Regions from separate parts of the Gossypium arboreum genome. Here region 1 is linked to region 2. A link is a contact called in public Hi-C data. All regions are on one chromosome and are shown on one strand. Each heading gives the region's core, a stretch centred on a gene start, on an enhancer-like site or on the middle of the called end of the contact. The rest is flanking DNA. Distances are from core to core; before and after follow the strand shown. Region 1 holds the start of LOC108469968 (histone H1-like). Region 2 holds the start of LOC108470110 (E3 ubiquitin protein ligase DRIP2-like).

Region 1 (3,172 bases), core at 639-3,138, 230 kb after region 2:
TGTTGCTTTACCCAACCAAACAATATGATACTATTACATGTTTATTCTATTCAACCAACCAAACAACATAAAACCTATTATCTCGCTATTCTATTCCCATTGAATGGTTATAGAATTCCTATTCTATTCCATTTCAATGAATCAAATATATTGTAAAAGCATATATGAATACTTCAAGAAGTGTAATTGTTAGGATAATAATTACTCCATCTTGTAACTATAAGAGTTCTAATTCTCTATATATATTTACCAAGTAGAATATAATTATGTCTTAATTTCTCATATAATATTTTATAATAAAATGTAATTTCATAGTTATATAATTACAAAATTGAGTTAAAAAGAAGTTTGAAGTTCATTATGGCTAATTACCTCACACAATTCCTTAATTCTCAACCCCTCATAAGAATCAAAGCAAGTAATTGTGTGCACTTCATAAACTCAATTCAATGAGATTTATTAATTTTAATAATTACTCATATATATCACATATGTAATTATTAGTAATTACACCCAAATCTAATTACTAAATGAACTTTTTAAATCCATTGAAAATTCTACATGAGAACATCAAGCATGGCTTTGAGGATGTTCTTAAACAAAAGATTTTTAATCCTCCAAGATTAACATCAAACAAGTCTTAGAAGATGTTTACTTATTATGTTTTTATACTTGAACAAACATTTTCAATTTTCTAAGGTTAAAGGTTCAACATCAAAGATACTAATCATTGTAACAAAAATTAGATGATAAATTAACTTAATTCTTCTAATGCTCTTGCTATATAATTAATTGATTTGATTATACTTATAATGGGCTTACATATATATATATATATATATATATGGCTTTAGATCAACATTAACATGTTTCATTTAGGTGGAGAAGTTAATGCATAACTTACATATAAGTTTTACATAGAGAAGATTTTGCTCCAAATTAATAAATATGCTTAGATGTAATGTTTTTGAGAAACCCAAGCATTCTATAGGTTATTTTGATGAGATATGATGTGGTGTAGTAAGAACTTTGAATTTATAATCATAGAATAAGATGATTGGAATGAATATTTGAGTATAGGAAATTTGTAATTAGACAATAGTAATAGAGCATACATGCTAAGCAAATGTTCACATGTTATAAAAGAAAGATTTATATTGCTACCTTAATTAATGGATATACAATTTTTGTTTGAGTCACATTTTATGTTTAAGGTTAACAAATGTAATGAATAATGTGACATACAACATAACAAATCAAGTTTTGTTTTGGATTAAATATGGTTCCAATTTTTGATTTGCCATGAATTGAATGATATGTGTATTGTCACACATGCCAAAAGGACATGTTCAACTTCAACAACATTTGAAGTGAAAAATTTCCATCCAATTCTTAACCAAATTTCATGATTCTTGAAGCATTAGTTTCCTTTGTTAATCTATTATCAAATAAGATGCAAAAATTTTGGATTCATAACAAGCATTTTCTTAAATTCCTCCTAAACCACAATAACATCATGGTAAACCATGGTTTTGACCAATGTAGCTTCAAAATCAAATATCTTACAAATGAATTGTCCAAAAAATATGTAAAAATATTCATTAGAAAGCTTATATAATAAACTTAACAATGGAAAAAATTTCAAAAAAAATTATAAGCTATAACTTAAGTCATGGTCAAACCAATCGAGACCAAAAGCACACCTAAAATGCTCAAAACATCAATTCTTCCTCATTCCTCCCCACCCATTCCCTTGCGCCCCTTAATCTTCAACCGTAGATATCGCCTTATCTAACGATCCGTATTTAAACTTAAGACAGACAGGGATCCGCGTGATAGTTGTCTCCACCAATCAAAATTCATCTTATGGATACCGTCTTTCTCACATTTGACTATTTAAATCCCTTCATTCCCGTCACCTTCCTCCCACAACGAAATTACCAGTACATCTTCGCTTTGAGATTAGATCCAAAATTCCCCTTTCATCTTATTTCCGATTCCCCAATTTTTCCTGAAACCCTAATCCTAATCCCGGATTCCTCTCGTCTACATCGTCTAGCAAATGGCAACCGAGGAGCCGGCAGTCGTGGCAGACCCCGCACCGGAGACGGAGGAGGACAAGACTGCTGAGACCAAAGCTACTTCAAAATCTGGCAGAGCAAAGAAAACCAAAGAACCCAAAACCAAGAAAGCTGCAGCTCCTCGGAAACCACGGGCTGCTCCTACTCATCCACCTTACGAAGAGGTACTTCATGATTCACAAAATATACTGTTATTTGTTTTTTATTTTTTGTTTTTTTTGCTATTCTGGGTCTGATCGCGTATTGATACTCGATTGGTTTGTTACAGATGATCAAAGATGCGATCGTTACTTTGAAAGAGAGGACAGGTTCAAGTCAGTACGCCATTGCTAAGTTCATTGAAGAGAAACAGAAGAATCTTCCTGGGAATTTCAAGAAGCTTCTTCTTGTCCATTTGAAGAAGCTTGTGGCTGCTGGGAAGTTGGTTAAAGTTAAGGCTTCGTATAAACTTCCATCGGCTAGATCTTCGAAGACGGCTACTGCTGCTTCTGCTCCTGCAAAAAAGAAAACGGCTACTACTAAGTCGAAGTCTAAGCCTGCCTCAAAGCCTAAGGAAGGGAAGAGTACAAAAGCTACTCCTAAAGCGAAGGCCAAGACAAAAACTACTTCGAAGGCCAAGAGTAAGCCGGCGGCTAAGCCAAAGGCTACTTCTAAGGCGAAGGCTGCTCCAGCCAAGACTAAGGCAGTGGCTTCTGTGAAGCCGAAGACTACTGCAGCTACAAAGCCAAAAGCTGCAGCCAAGCCTAAGGACAAGCCGGTTAAGGCTTCGAGGACTTCAACTAGGACGTCCCCCGGAAAGAGAGCTGCTGCTCCCAAGCCTGCTGCGAAGAAGGCTCCTGCGGCTAAAAAAGCTCCGGCGAAGAGTGTAAAGCCGAAAAGTGTCAAGTCACCGGCGAAGAAAGCCACGTCGAGGAGGGGAAAGAAATGAGAGAAGAGAGGGTGGTCAACGTAGGGGTAGTTTTGTAAATTCGAGTGAAGTTTAGTTGGTGTATTTGGGTCCGTACCCAGGAAAATATGACATCGGATCTTATCTGTTCTTGAACTTTTCTTCGAGGGGTTGTTTTTTTTGTTGTTGTTGATTGACGCTAAAT
Region 2 (3,461 bases), core at 237-2,736:
TTTAAATTAGAATTTCGCACAAAATTTCATAACAATTAACTTAAAACTCATACAAATTAACTTATCACTAAATCAATAATGTAATTAACTAGAAATAATTAAAATAGGAGCATGTAAGAAAAAGTTTAATAAGCTTATAGCTATAAGAGAGATAAATGAAGTAGGTTAATATTTAATGCCCAATAGAACGACGCCGTATATGGCATCTAAAGGCCTAAAAGCCTTCTCCGCCCTCAGCATAAATATAATAAAAAAAGAAAAAAAGGGGAGGAGGAAAAAAAAAAGTAGTACATAAAAAGACCGAAATTCTATTTCTGTTGTTTTGTTATGTTAGTGTTAGATTCAGATCATCGTTGTGGTTTTTTTTTTTCCTCTTCTTCTCCGTTGGAAAAAATCCACGTTAAACTTCACCGTTGTCTCATCCCATTTAACAAATTTCCCTTTTTCCTTAAATCTCTCAATCCCTTTCTCCTTTCCTTTTTCAGATCAAAAAACACTCTCCACCTCTGCTTAGTTACGCAGCCAATTCTCTTCCCTTTGTTTTTCTTTCCCGTTTCTTATCCACCTCTCTGTTTATAACCCTTCTTCTCCTTAGTATTTCCGTCACGGGTTTTAATGCAGGTTTTTATGAATATATGCACGTAAATTTTCCTTTGCCTTTTTGCTCCTCGTTGACATGCAATGAGACAGAGATACGTGCAAAGGGGGGTTATGTTGTGTTAAATTAATTATTGCGATTCAAAAAAAAAAAAAAAAAAGAAACAGAGAAGGTGCAGTGTAAAAGAAAAAAGAGAGATAGAGAGAGAGATGGCGAATCAAGTAGTCAAAGTGAGGAGAGAAGCGGTTGCGGCATGCATGACTTGCCCCCTTTGCAATAAGCTTGTTAAAGATGCCACCACCATATCCGAATGCCTTCACACGTGTGAGTCTCTCTCCCCTTTCCTAAGTTCTTTTGTTCTTAATTATTCAAATTTTCTGTTGTTTCTTTGCTCTCCGCTCCTCTTCTAAAGTGGGTTACTCTTGTTTTCTCCGTTTCTTATCTGGGTTTTTCTTGGTTTTATATCTTCAATGTTGACTTCTTCGCTTAATGTTTCATTGCTATACCTGTTTTTTAGTTGATGTTAAGGCATCCTGGTAGAATAGCAAAATCGGTGTAATATTATGAATTGTTTTATTTAAAAATCTAGGATTTTGCTAATGATTTCCTAAGACAGTTTTAAGGTTACTAAATATAATAATATATTATAAATAATGCATAAAATTGTTATGATGCTATTACTATGAATAGTATATTAACTAACAATAACATTAAAGAGCTCTCTTACAGCAATTGTTAGTAAAGCCCCAAAATTTATTGCGCACAGTTACTATTTTCTACATTAAGCTAAGGCTTATTCCCATCCTATACTTTACTTTCAATTCAAGGTCTTTTCCAAGATGGGAGCTTCCTTATTTGTTTTGCAAGCCCATAACAAGATTCGAACTTTAAGATGATTTTTTCTGTTTTTGAAACGGAACCAACTTATTATGCAAGTTACACAAGTGTTTCTGTTGCTTTAATTACTTCACTTGCGTGTGATCTATGTTTCAGTGTGCCTTGCAAGATTGTTGAATCAATAAATAGAAATATATGATTGATTTGTGTTTCAAGTTTTATGTAGTTTGCAGAAAGTGCATATATGATAAGATAGAAGATGAAGATTTAGAATGCTGTCCAATATGCAACATTGATTTGGGTTCTGTTCCGCTGGAGAAATTAAGGTAGCCTTATTCCTTCTGTCTATCATGTATTTGTCAACACTAATATGTTAATTGCTTCCTTCATGACCAATTTTTTTTTTTAACGTGTAAAGTGATCAGTTCTAGTTTTAACTGTTAGTCTTGTCAAATGGTCCAAAGGATTTATTCAAGCTGTTACTGAAATGTTACTGATTTCTTCTTTATGCCTTGGGATCATTGATCATTTAGAATTAGGAGTCATTCCATTATTTTGAAGTTTGACAGTGGCTTCTACACGCCAGTGGTTCTATAAAGTTCAGATTTAAAGGCATGGAATGAAATTTTGGAGGGTTTAATGAGTCTTAGTGGACTTCATTGTTAAGTTCTTAGAGACAATAGGAAAATGTCTTTACAGGCAACCAATATTGCCTAAACTCTTTTCCATTTCTTGAGGTTTCTTGGTCAAACCTCCCCCCCCCCCCCCCCCTTTCCTTTTTTGAGTGATATGAGTACATGTAATTAGCCAATTTCAAATGAAGTGTCTTGCCAGCATCTGCCAGTGTTATGCAAATGTAAGTAGCCAATTTCTGGATTGCAAGTCTCTCAATTCCAAAAGCAAGGTGAGATATGTTGAAGAGGAAATAAAAAGACCATATTCTGGGTGGATTCATGTTTTTGCATACAGCTTTTGAATTTCCTGGTAGACCCTCTGCATGGATGCATTATGTTGGTTAATCAAAATTTTGGAGAATTTAATGTGTACTGAGATGCATCTCTGCTTTTGAATCAGGCCAGACCATAATTTGCAAGATGTGAGGGCCAAAATCTTCCCTCTTAAAGGAAGAAAAGCAAAGCCACCTGAAGTTCTGCCTCCAATTACAATGCCAACTAGAAGAAAGGAGAGATCACTATCTTCATTGGTGGTTAATGCCCCCAAAGTATCAACACAAACTACCATGACCGGAAGGAGAACAAAAGCTGTTGCCAGAAAGGCTGGTTCTCTACGAGGTTCCAGTTTTTCAGTAGAGAAGCCCGTTAAAAGAGAGAGAGACTCTGTGGAGGACCACAAGGAGAGTGCAAGCTCACCTGAAACGCTAAATAAATTCACTCAGAATAAAAGACAGGTACATTGAATCCTACATAAGTATTTTATAGGGTCCAATATTGTCTAATACTTCTCTCTTTTCTCAAACATCCATTTACTTGGAAAGAATTAATGTTTTAGATTAAACTGATAATATCTGTTGTCTTTAAAAAATTGAGCAACACAGTGTACTTCTGCTGAACCTTGCCAACAGAAGGATAAAGGAGTAGAGAATAGTGGCGAATCACGGGATGGAAAATTGGATCTCTGGAAACCTTTAGATTGTTTGGCAGAGGTTGCAAATAGGTCCAAGTCCTTCAAGTCTAATTTACAAGGCTGTGATTCTAAGTTAGAACTAGAACCTACCTATGTCATCAACCCTGAAGCTCAAACGTGCAGAAACAAGCATAGGAAAGAAAACGGCAAAACAAAAGTTGAGGAAGAAAAGAATAATGCTGCTCCTGCAACAACTTCTGGAATTGTGAACCCTAAAAAGTTACGCAGGATCCGTCAAAAAAGTGGTTCTGGATTCGGGGATTCTGGCATTTCTCTCCAAGCTGTGCTAGATGCTGCTGGTCCAAGGCATGAAAAAAGAATCGGTCCTGTGTGGTTCTCATTAGTGGCCTCTGAAGACCAGTAAGAACTTATTTCATCCTTC

Evidence for each region. A called contact is a pair of places that touch in the nucleus more often than the background predicts.
Region 1: a Hi-C map of leaf shows a contact between it and region 2, with 4 times the contacts expected there. The contact joins the promoter of LOC108469968 here to the promoter of LOC108470110 in region 2. A contact is called at or near these places in 2 of 5 Hi-C or Micro-C datasets (both in leaf).

What each region holds. Positions count from the first base shown.
Region 1 is chr8:131,413,088-131,416,259 of ASM2569848v2, forward strand. It overlaps LOC108469968 (histone H1-like), which reads left to right and starts at 1,889. Exons shown (of 2, transcript XM_017771110.2): 1 at 1,889-2,245; 2 at 2,350-3,172. The coding sequence starts at 2,063. The coding sequence ends at 3,009.
Region 2 is chr8:131,182,653-131,186,113 of ASM2569848v2, forward strand. It overlaps LOC108470110 (E3 ubiquitin protein ligase DRIP2-like), which reads left to right and starts at 1,487. Exons shown (of 6, transcript XM_053031930.1): 1 at 1,487-1,761; 2 at 2,510-2,843; 3 at 2,991-3,439. The coding sequence starts at 1,631. LOC108470112 (magnesium transporter MRS2-2-like) reads left to right here. Exons shown (of 12, transcript XR_008287196.1): 12 at 622-762.